4 separate regions of the Mus musculus genome follow, and regions 1, 2 and 4 are each linked to region 3. A link is a contact called in public HiChIP or PLAC-seq and promoter capture Hi-C data. All regions are on one chromosome and are shown on one strand. Each heading gives the region's core, a stretch centred on a gene start, on an enhancer-like site or on the middle of the called end of the contact. The rest is flanking DNA. Distances are from core to core; before and after follow the strand shown.

Region 1 (2,700 bases), core at 17-2,516, 960 kb before region 3:
CAGTATCAGGTAAAGATCAGGAAATAGACGCATACACTTACAGCAGACAACCTCGCAGATCTTCTCTGTGGCTATTAAAAAAGAAAGTAAGAGGAATAAGCACAGGTCTCCTCACTAGTCAGCTTCACATTAAAGAAAAGTTAATGAGACAATTCGTGGTCATTTACTACCACAGAACCTTGGTAGCTACTACGCAAGGCTTTGTGCGTTGCCCTCAATGGATAAGACTCACCTCGTCCTTCACCTTGGTTTTGTCTCCTTTAGCATCCCCTTCAGCCTACAAAATGATAAAAAGACCAAAACTTGTAACCTCGGAGGCAAATCTCAGAGAACCGGAACTTAACAGCAACCGTCAGACCCCATTCTAAAAACGCATACACCCAAGTTTTATATAAGAAGCCTTAACGGGGATAAGGCCCAACTAAAGTCCGAGACGCACGGAAGACCGGGCAGGCTGGCCGCAGAGCGCGGGAGAAGCTGGAGCCTGGCCCCACAGGCGCTCGGAGCCACCAGCGCCAGGCATTAACAGCTGCAGATTGTGCAAACAAACCTCTCCGGAGGCGGCGCCTGGCGCCGTTGCCATGGCAGCCGTCGAGGGCGGGAGCTCGGGGAAGCCGTGGGCGGGGGCGCGCGTCTCGTGCGCCCGGAACGTGGGCGGCCGGGGAGGGCGGAGCCACGCCGCGGGCCCGCCCCTCGCGGACGCAGTTTTGGCGGCAGCGCGCTCCCCCGCCCGCCCAGCCGAGCGCCGCCTTCCCGCCCTTTCGGGTTTGAATCGCCCGCTCGTTCGCTCGCTCGCCCGCGGGAGGAAGGGAGGAGGGGAGGGGGCTGCCGGTGGGGGAGGGGGCGCGGGCGGCCACAGGGAGCGGGATAAACAGCTGCCAACATGGCTCCTCCTGCTACCGCCACCGAGCCTCCAATATGGCTTCTGGCGCCCGCGGGCAGCGCGCCTCGCACGATTCGCCCCGCAGCCGGACTCGGGCTGGAACCTCGCGCCGCGCCCGACCTACCGCCGAGTCCCGAGCCCGAGGCTGGCGGTGGTCCCGGGGCGCCCGCGCGCTCGCGCCACGTACCTTTCTTTTGGGCATGGTGGCGGCAGGGGACGTCGGCGCTGAGCACGGGGATACAGCGGCGCGCGGGTTTGCTCCGTCCGGGGGTCGTCCTCGCTGCTTCCTCACACTGCTCGGGCTCCGGGGGGTTTATAAAGTTTTTATAGCGCTGGGAGCCCCGGACCGGTTAGAACCGGATTTCACCTCCCGTCGCCGCTCATTGGCCCAGTTGGGGTCACGTGGGCGGGGTTTAAACTCACCTCCTCTGGAGTGAGGAGGGGGTGCAGGGGGAGGGCGCTCGAGACGGCGGCGCGCCTTGGGGGAGGGGGCGCGCCTCGGAGTCGGAGGTAATAAATGAGGGGCGCGCGAGGCGGCAGGCTTGGGGTTCCGCTCCCGCCCAGACCTGGCTTTTGCAAACTACCAAGTTCCTTCCACCTTATGCAACCCTTCTACCCACTTCTCCAAGCCGTGCGACACTGGGCACATCTCGGCCGCTTTCCTTCCTGCTCCCGCCGGGGCCCCAGCAGAGGGGTTTGTGAGGCCTGGCCGCGCCGCCCAGCTCCAGAGGCGGCGGGAAGCGCGCCGGCCGCAGCCCCGGGGACCACGGGCTCCCGTGGGCTGAGAGCCGGGAGGCTAAGCTTGGCGCAGTCGGACGTGCATCCTTTTGAGTTGCCACCTTGGGGAGTCCCTCGGTGTGCTCACCTGGAAAGCAGTCCACGGGATGTGGAGGTGTGGGCTGGGAGGGGAGACTTTCCACACAGGGATGCCTTTCGGGTACAGCGGGGCAGGTAGGAGCTGTCCTTTCAGCACCTACTGCTGAGCCGCCTCCCCAACGTTAAACAGCCCCCCAACATCTGCCTGGTAGCTTCCTTAAATCCCCTCTGGCCCCTGTCACAGAATGGTGGAGAAAAGCCGGCGCCCCAGCCCGGGAGCACGCCCCTCCCACTCGGCTCTCTGGGTCTGGGCTGCAGCTACCCAGCTGCCCCCACTCAGCAGAGGCCATGGAACCTGGGCTTTGCAGATGCCACAGCTGGCTAAAGCCCGCCTCACACACCATCGAGCTGGCTTGCTCTCGGTTGCGTGAGGAAAAGGCGGTTGAAGGGAAGCGCCGGAAGATTAGGAAACAAGTAGATGAACAGGTGTGATGGCAGAGGGGCCCTTCCAGGCCACCCCCGCCCAAAGTCCGGCCTTCTAGAGCTAGCTGAGTGCACCCGATGGAGGGGGCCAACTGCAGCAGTAAAGCAAAACCTTCTCTCGTTTGCAGTTACCACACAAACCTTGTATCTCAAAAAGAAAATTTTAAATTCTTTTTGACATCCATAACACAACTGGCTAACATCTGCAATAGGGTGTTTGGTGCTCAGGCGGAAGGCACAAAATAGGTCCCATCTTAATTTCTGAGGCAAGGGTTGAAGCTAGTTTGTAATAGCCATGGCAGCAGAAAGCAGACATCTGCGAATTCAAATCAAGCATTTTTCAGCCTTTGCCTCTGGACAACAGTGGATCTGCCTCTCCTTTCCACGCCCACAGTGGCTCCCGAGGCAGCCATCCTCCACCCCACCCTGTGCACCTTTCCCAGAATACAGGTCCTGGGGCTGGAAGATACCAGCCCCATTAATCACCGCTACTGTACTCCAATCTTAAGAGAAAGTCA
Region 2 (2,700 bases), core at 30-2,529, 560 kb before region 3:
TCCAGTTCGGAGGCAGGGGCCCGCAGGCTCCTCTACGATCCTGGCTGGGGAGAAAAAGGAGAAGGCAAGCGTCTGCTGGGCTGAGTGCAGAGTAGCGGGAGCCTTCCAAGGAATCCAGGATCCTGCGCTGAGCCTCAGAGGTCGGACCAGCCGGGGAGTGCACAAAGATCTTGAGGACCTTTCCCCTACACTTGGAGGTGTCAAAGCAGGCTCCCCAGGTGCAGCTGCTTCCCCGAGAGACCCGAGGGAGCTGTGCGACATCTTCTGGGTTCGTCTCAGACTGGGAGAAACTCTGTAAGAAGGCAGCATCCAGCCAGCGGGGCCAGCCTTGGGAGCGCCCTGGAAGAGGACCGGGCAACACTGCCAGGCGAAGGGGGAAGACTCCTAGGAGGACGAGGAGGAGCCAGAAGGCTGACAACGCCAGCCAGAAGGACTTTCTTCTCCACAGCATGTGGCCACCAACAGCTAGGACTAGAAGGAAGTGAGGAATTTCTGTAGCAAGTGGAGGAGGCGACCCCAGGCAGGAGGGAGCTGGAAATCAGCCTTCTGGTCCAGCGCTCTCACCATTGAAGGCAGGTCCCCTAGCTAAGTTCGACTAACCATTGGCCACCTGTGGGATTGACCCCTCGTGGGAAGTCCAAGGAGGCTCTGGCTTTCTAAATTTGCATTCCCACTCTCCGACTGCTTTCTCTACCTTCACACAACCTTGCCACCCTTTGCCCTCTCATCGGGACCTCTGCCCTGGGCCACTGCTCGGGCTGATGCAACCCTTGTCCAGACCACAAGATCGTGTCCATTTGCGCTCAGGACTGCACCCCTGATCTTACCCTTGACCCAAGGGCAGGCTATCTATGGAGAACTGTCTGGGTTCATGGGGAGTGGGTATCGGGAGGGGGTGGCCAAGGATGATGTAGAAGGAGGCAGGACTGTCCTCTCCCACTCTTCCCTCTGCCCCAAAAGCTCTTGAAAAAAACCCTGGCTACCCCTGTGTTTGGTGGCTGGCCTTCTGTGGCAGAACTATAAATAGACCTTGTGTCCATGTGGGCCACCAGAGCCAGCTGAAGTTGGAGCCGGAGTGCATCCCATGCCCGCCGCCTGGGGAATGAGAAGGTTCGGAGTGTGGTCTTCTTCCCCTCGGCTATGGCCCCTAACCCAGGCAGCTGCTCTGCACCCTCCGGCTAGGAGCTGTCACAGGGCAGAGGGCAAGACCTACGCTCCAAATTCCTGTTCCTGCCCCACAGGTCCAGCCGGCAGCTCCAGGTCCCACTCCAGAAGGTATCAAGTCGGTCCAGCTCTCTTTCGCAGCAGCAGCAGCCTGGCCACACCCCCGCCAGCTCTGATTGGCTCCTGGCTAGGAGGCAGGGTTTCCACTTAACCCCTTGCAACCTCTTTCGCTGGGGTACCGTTTCGTTTCTTTTTCCTTTTTTTTTTTTTTTGAGACGAGGGGGGTGGGGATGTTCCTGTAGCCCCGGTTGGTTTCAAACCCACCTTGCAACCAAGGACTTTGAGTCCCTGATCAATCTGTCTTCACCTCGGAGTGCTCGAATGCCAGCTACCTGCCATCACGCCTGGCTCTGGAAGATTAATAATGGTCAGGAGGGCACCATACCTCACTGGTGGCTGTGGATTGACAGTTTGCTTCTCTCCAAGGTCTTTACCAGTGATCCAAAGTAGATGTTTATCTGCCTTTCCCCCCCCCTTTTATTACGATTATCATTGTCTATTTTTAGAATTGATGTTGTGGTACTGGGAGTAGAACCCAAGGCTTTGTGCACACTAGACAAGTATTCTATCACTGAATTACATCACCAGCTCTTTTGTCTTTTTTACTATTGAGAAAAATGAAGCGCAGAGCAGGGATTGCCTTTCTTAAGGTGACCCAGCTTTGATGTGTCCAGGTGAAGATTTGAACTCAGAGCCTGGCCTGATGGGGCCTCTTCTTGTCCCCTCGGCCACTGAATGGAGCTGGGCAGTGTCTACCTGCATCTTTAAAATGGATTAACATCATTCCCTTGGAGGGTTGCTATTGTAGGTCCTACAAGAGCACTTGGTGGGGTGTCCTTCAACAAGGAAGTATCCTTCCGCTGGCCTCTCCTCCTTGGTGAGCAGCCTGAGGGCAGGGCACAGTGAGGTGCCCAGGAACATCCTCAAAATGGGATCAAGAAGAATCTGGCCTCTTGCAGTAAGAGGTAGGTCGCTCCGTGATAGACAGCTGCTCAGGCAAACCGCAGGCTTTCTCACGCAGGAGACAGGTGTGGGCATGCGCTGTTGCCATCCCACCAGGCTTGGAATTGGCAGAAGGTTCCCTTCCTCTAGGAAGCGGCTGAGACTCCTGAGTCAGAGCCAGGACCCTCCTTCAGGGGCTCAAGCTTGCTCTGGCCACATCCATGTTCAATCATCTAAGAGATCCTTCGCATCCTAACTTGGACCAGGTTCCCAGGGAGGCACTGGAAGTGCCATGCTGAATAAGAGTAATAGTGTAGGTGACTATGTCCTGAGCACGCTGGAAATGACTATAAAGGAGATATTACTATCATTCCCATTTTACAGAAGAGAAAGTTGAGGCTCAGGGAACTTGAGTAACTTTGCCTGTATTCCCATGGCTTAGCCAGGTCCTAAGCCATCTATCTATACATCTTCTCTTTTATTCTGAGGCAGTGTTTCTCTATGTAGCCAAGAACACACTATATAAACCAGGCT
Region 3 (2,700 bases), core at 36-2,535:
GGCTCAGTAGGTAAGAGCACTGGCTGTAGTGGAAAGATGTTTCCATCCCAGAACCCACATGGTGGCTCAGGACCACCATAACTCTAGTCTGACCTCCGTCGGCACCAGGCATGCAGGTGGTGCATATATGGATGCAGGCTAAAACCCCATACATAAAAAAAGAAATAGGCCGGCTGTAACTTCCTCATTTAGAGGTATGTATTGCCTTCCATTTGATTTGTGGGGATTTTGTGTGCTAGTTAGACTCAACTCACCTGCCTCACTTCTTCCAGCCAAGTAACTCACTCATTTCTTTTAATCCAGAGACAGGATTTTTCTTTTCTTTTCCTTCCTTTCTTTCTTCCTTCCTTCCTTCCTTTCTTTTTCTTTCTTTTTTTTGGTTTTTCGAGACAGGGTTTCTCTGTGTAGCCCTGGCTGGCTGCCCTGAAACTCACTTTGTAGACCAGGCTGGCCTCGAACTCAGAAATCCGCCTGCCTCTGCCTCCCAAGTGCTGGGATTAAAGGTGTGTGCCACCACTGCCAGGCGCAAGCCAAGTTTTATTAAGCTTGAGAAGTAGCTTCCTACAGGGGAGGGGGACTCAAAAGAGAATTGCCCACAGTTTACATTTTTTTCTTGCCAGTGCTTAAGCTTTTAGATATCCCATGTCTTATAGCACTGGCTAGCCTAGAAGTCACTGTGTAGCCTTGGCAAGCCTCATACTTGATATTCTCCTGCCTCCACCGGCTGAGACGCTAGGAGAATGCCACCACAGCCGATTTGTACCCAGCTATTTTTACACGTGGGATGGCTTTTTCATTTCTAAAATTAATTAGTCGTCGATTTTGAAAGGTACACGTTTCATATATCCCTGTCTTATTCCCGAATTATCTTAGTGACCTTAGTAGTTGCTCTGGTGCTGGAATGTGAGAGTGAACGATATGGGGCCCGCCCTGCTCTTCTACAGTTAGTAACATCAGCAAATTATCTACTCTATGGAAGGGACTTAATGCGGATTAAATTCAAGAGAGACAAGGTTCTTTAGAGCTGGTGACAGGATACGCAGTCCCCAACCAGGCGTCCCATTCTATGTGGTGACAGGTTCGGAGCACTTCCTCATCCTTGTCGTCCCTCCCGGGCCCCGCCCCCGCCCCGCCCCGTTTGCGCCTGCGCATAGCCATACCACGCGTCAGTCCCTCCCACTAAAAGGAGCGTGAGAGGCCGGAAGAAACTGACGCCATCGGGAAGGCTTGAGTCTGGGCCGCGGGCCAGAGGCCGCCGGAAGTGCTCAGCGTTGTTGACGGAAGTAGAGAGAAGGCTGTAATGGCGGCTGTGACTGAAGTTGTGGTGAGTATCACCGGCTTCGCGTAGGTGTCAGTCCGGGAGACGCCGGGGCTGAGGACATGGGTGGGATCCGGGTGCGGCTCCCGGGGAGACCAGGGTGCCGGGCCCAGGCCTGGGCCGTGGCCCCTGGCAGACGCCGAGCCTGAAGCCGGTTATGATCGCAGGTCCCCGCGGATGGCGCGGAAGCCAGGCCCTTGGCGGCCGAGGAGCTGGCGGCGCAGAAGCGGGAGCAGAGACTACGCAAGTTCCGTGAGCTGCATCTGAAGCGGGTGAGTGGCGGGGCTGCGGGCCAGGCTGGCAGTAGGGCTGGAGGAGCAGGAGGAGGAAGGCGCACCACGCACCAGATCTCCGGACCCGGCGTCCCCGGGACCAGATCTCCGCCCGCCGGTGGGTCTGGACTCGGGTTGAGATCGCTTTGACACACGTCAAAAGCCCCACCCGCCTGCTCCACCCGGCCACACCCACATTACCGGGTGTACCTTAGGTTTTTCCTCTTGTTCCATGATTCTTCGTTTTTCATCTAGGGAAATAATTGGTTAGAAATAGTAATCAGACCTTTCTCACCTTAAAAACAGCGAGCACACACTTTCCCTTTTCTCCGAGTTCAGACTCAAAAAAGTATAACTTATTTCCCATCTCTTGTTTGGATGTCTACTCAAATCGTAAGCATGGCTGGCGAGTCACTCTCAACATTAGCATTCTTTCCCAGAAGCTAGCTCCCTCTCACTTCTTTATGTGACTGCTTGGTCATCTGACCCTTTTTCTGAACCTGCTTGTTTTCTTGGACTATAATTCAAAAGGCATGCTATATCTTCTTACTGTCTCCCTTCTAGCACCTGCCAAGATTTTCAGCCTGCTTGACTTGTTTTTGTCTTGATCTCTTTTTTTTTTAAAGATTTATTTATTTTATGTATGTGAGTACACTGTAGCTGTACAGATGGTTGTGAGCCTTTATGTGGTATTTGGGGATTGAATTTAGGACCTCTGCTTGCTCTGGTCACCCCTGCTCTCTCCGGCCCAAAGATTTATTTATTACAAAAATTACTCTGTAGCTGTCTTCAGACATACTAGAAGACAGTGTGAGATCCCATTACAGGTGGTTGTGAGCCACCATATGGTTGCTGGGATTTGAACTTGGGACCTTTGGAAGAGCAGTCAGTGCTCTTACCTGCTGAGCTATCTCTCCAGCTCCTGTCTTTTTTTTTTGAGACAGGGTTTTTCTCTGTATAGTCCTGGCTGTCCTGGAACTCACTCTGTAGACCAGACCAGGCTGGCCTCAAACTCAGAAATCCTCCTGCCTCTGCCTACTACCAAGTGCTGGGATTAAAGTGCCCAGTCCAGCCCCTGTCTTGAATAAAGTGTTTCTTGGGCTGGCAAGA
Region 4 (2,700 bases), core at 121-2,620, 800 kb after region 3:
GTGCTCACGGTTATAACACAGAGAAGAAAACTAAGCCCAGGTTCCCATGGATCAGAACCCATTCCGCCTAAAACGCTGATCCCAGGGCCAAGGGCCCAGCTCAGTGTGACTTACTGCGTTCTCATGTGAAGTGAATTAGGTTGACCCGAACCTTGGCCTGGTTCTGCAGTTGATAATGGGGCCAGGCAAATGTGCTACAAAGCATGGACCTTTATCACATGCACCCTAAACCTAACCCAAATAGCTTCTTACATCATCTCCGGGGCCCGGCAACGAGGTCCACCCCGGTGTGCATGGACACTGATGTCCGGGACGGCTCTTCGAGGTGGCAGAGAGCTGGGGAAGCATTTTCCACCTTCATCCTCCAATCTAAAGTCCTGCCCCACTGCCTCCCCTCGAATGCGGCAGGAAGAATCCCCCTTTGTTAAGATTCCCTTTCTCTGTGTGCCTGCACATGCGCGTTTGTGTGAGCGGGCGCAGACTCCCGCGAGGAGCTTGGAGGACGCCATAAGCATCAGTACTAGCTCCCATTGTCTTTGAGACAGCATCACTTGGTGCCCACTGCTGCAAATGCAGGCTAGGAGAACCACCGCTCTCTAGAGATCCCCCTGTTTCTGCCTTCGATCCACTCACAGAAGTGCTGGGATTACAGACACTTGGACTTCACGTCCATCTGTCCAATCCACCTTCACTTAGGTTCTGAGGGTCTTCACACTTGCTTGAAAACACTCTACCCACTGAGTCATCTGGACTCCAGTCCCTCCCCGCACCCCCACCCCCTTTTATAGATTCTTTGTCCAAGATTCCGGCTGAAGATTGCCTGGGCCTCCCACCTCAGCAGCCTTGCCAGGAGGAGGCTGTTCCAACCACACTGCTCAGCCCCCGGGGAGGAAAAGGGCGCACTGAGCTCCCTGCAATTCCACCAGCGAGAATCAAGCCAAGAAGTCATTGTTGAAGGTATTCTCTTACTCATGTCCTGTTCTTTTCCTTGGGATAAATCCTCTTGTAATGGAATTATTAGGACAGACGATATGCAACACACCCGGGGCAGGCTTTGATATGAGCCAATTACGGACTGATAAGACTGCTCTTCGGCCTTGCCTTTCCTAACTCTCTGGTGCACGGCCGCACCACCAGGGGCCTTGGGATGAATCAGTCACCAGACCAGATAAACAAGCCCTTCCGCTGCTGGTGCCTTGTCTGCACCCAAGAAAGGAACCTCCCTTGGATCTCGCCCAGGTCCTGGAATTCCTCAGCACCCGACTAGGCACCTTTGTACCCCTGCCCCCACGAGCCCAGGTCTTACTCTGCTCTCCTCTCCCCGCCCTGGGCTGGGCGGGGCCAGCTGCCAAAGCGGCAAGACTTCACACACACCCCAGCCTCTGTGCAGGGGTCCAGAGCCGAGGCCCGAAGGGGCCCTGGAGGGACCCAATGAAGACACTACTGACCATCCTGACGGTGGGATCCCTGGCCGGTAAGTACCTCTCGACCTGTCCTCAGATCCTCCTACCCCAGCAGCTAGGGAGCACAGTTGCCTATTCCTGCCCCATGAGTCTCTTAGCAGCCAGTTTCATTTTCTTCCCGGCTGGCACTGGACTGGGTGGCAAGTTTTCCTGGAGATGGAGATGACCTGGTCCAGGTAGCTGGAGAGAAGAGAGTACCCCAGACCTGGCTTCCTAAAGGGTCTCAGTTGACCTTCAAGTATGCAGACATTGATTGACCAGCTGTCTGAACTCAGGGTGCTGAGTAGGTAGAGTCTTGGCCTCAGGGGTGCCGCTTCATGCTCTGTTTATCATTCAAGAGGGGACAACAGGCTAGATAAAGCTGGTGTCAGGCTACTGTCTCCATCCATGTCTCCTCACGCCCCTCTGGCTGGATCAGTAAAAAACAGGTCTCTCCAGCAGCCGCCAGAAGGCTGCAATAAGTCACTAGAGTGTCCGTGCAAATGCGACTAAGGACTATGGCTGTCAGGTCTCATCAAATAAACTTTGGGGTTCATACCTGTGAGACATGAGACAGGGGCTTGATCTGTTCTCCTGAATGGAATCCAGGGCTTCTCTCTCAGGAGGCAGGGCTGAGGCATGTTGGAAGGAAATGGTCCAGCCATCTCATGGACCTTCTTGCTTAGTAGTGCATAATACGGTCCCTAAAGACACACACTTGCAGCCAGGTGGTCTTTAATCCCAGCGCTCAGGAGGCAGAGGCAGGTAGATGTCAGCCTGGTCTACAGAGGGAGTAGCCAGGACAGGGATAGAGAAACCCTATCTTGAAAAACAAGAGAGACAGAGACAGAGAGAGATCGCAAGAGCACTGCTCTGGCTCCTATTGCCCAAACAGTGTGTATGCATCCTTAGCATCGGCAAAGCTTCTTTCCAGCCCTTGGCAGACTGCGAAGATTAGATGCAGTCCCCAAATTCTCTGAAGCATCTTCTTTTACATCCCAGGGTGGAGCCATGGATCTCCTGACCCATTAAGATGGAGGGAAAAGGGGGCAGAAAGGAGCCCTGTGGTGCAGAACCCTAGCCTTAGCCACAGACACAGGCTCCGGCCCCAGCTCTCTGGCTGGCTCCAGGTCACTGTAGATGGTGCGTTTCTCCTTAGCTCCTAGGGCAGCTGATACATTGTTTTTCCACACAGATGTGAAACTTGTCTTTTATAAAGCCGCCAGACAGCCAGACTCCCCACCACAGGTCTCCTTTT

Evidence for each region. Promoter capture Hi-C pulls out the DNA fragments that hold promoters and counts their contacts. HiChIP or PLAC-seq counts read pairs in DNA pulled down with a chosen protein or histone mark.
Region 1: an H3K27ac HiChIP or PLAC-seq map of embryonic stem cells shows a contact between it and region 3, with 2.8 times the contacts expected there. The contact joins the promoter of Hmgn2 here to the promoter of Syf2 in region 3. A contact is called at or near these places in 2 of 39 promoter capture datasets (erythroid cells and pre-B cells) and 2 of 115 datasets of contacts at active chromatin or transcription factors (bone marrow-derived macrophages and embryonic stem cells).
Region 2: an H3K27ac HiChIP or PLAC-seq map of microglia shows a contact between it and region 3, with 7 times the contacts expected there. The contact joins the promoter of Extl1 here to the promoter of Syf2 in region 3. A contact is called at or near these places in 1 of 39 promoter capture datasets (hippocampal neurons) and 3 of 115 datasets of contacts at active chromatin or transcription factors (bone marrow-derived macrophages, memory CD8 T cells and microglia).
Region 4: a promoter capture Hi-C map of liver shows a contact between it and region 3, with 5 times the contacts expected there. The contact joins the promoter of Il22ra1 here to the promoter of Syf2 in region 3. A contact is called at or near these places in 1 of 39 promoter capture datasets (liver) and 1 of 115 datasets of contacts at active chromatin or transcription factors (pancreatic cancer cells).

The regions. Positions count from the first base shown.
Region 1 is chr4:133,966,725-133,969,424 of GRCm38.p6, forward strand. Hmgn2 (high mobility group nucleosomal binding domain 2) reads right to left here and starts at 1,267. Exons shown (of 6, transcript NM_016957.3): 1 at 1,071-1,267; 2 at 233-277; 3 at 42-71. The coding sequence starts at 1,085. It overlaps Dhdds (dehydrodolichyl diphosphate synthase), which reads right to left. Exons shown (of 9, transcript NM_001362959.1): 9 at 2,304-2,700.
Region 2 is chr4:134,371,268-134,373,967 of GRCm38.p6, forward strand. Extl1 (exostosin-like glycosyltransferase 1) reads right to left here and starts at 1,280. Exons shown (of 11, transcript NM_019578.2): 1 at 1-1,280. The coding sequence starts at 451.
Region 3 is chr4:134,929,695-134,932,394 of GRCm38.p6, forward strand. Syf2 (SYF2 homolog, RNA splicing factor (S. cerevisiae)) reads left to right here and starts at 1,286. Exons shown (of 7, transcript NM_026780.3): 1 at 1,286-1,324; 2 at 1,486-1,590. The coding sequence starts at 1,301.
Region 4 is chr4:135,726,789-135,729,488 of GRCm38.p6, forward strand. Il22ra1 (interleukin 22 receptor, alpha 1) reads left to right here and starts at 1,371. Exons shown (of 7, transcript NM_178257.2): 1 at 1,371-1,474. The coding sequence starts at 1,432.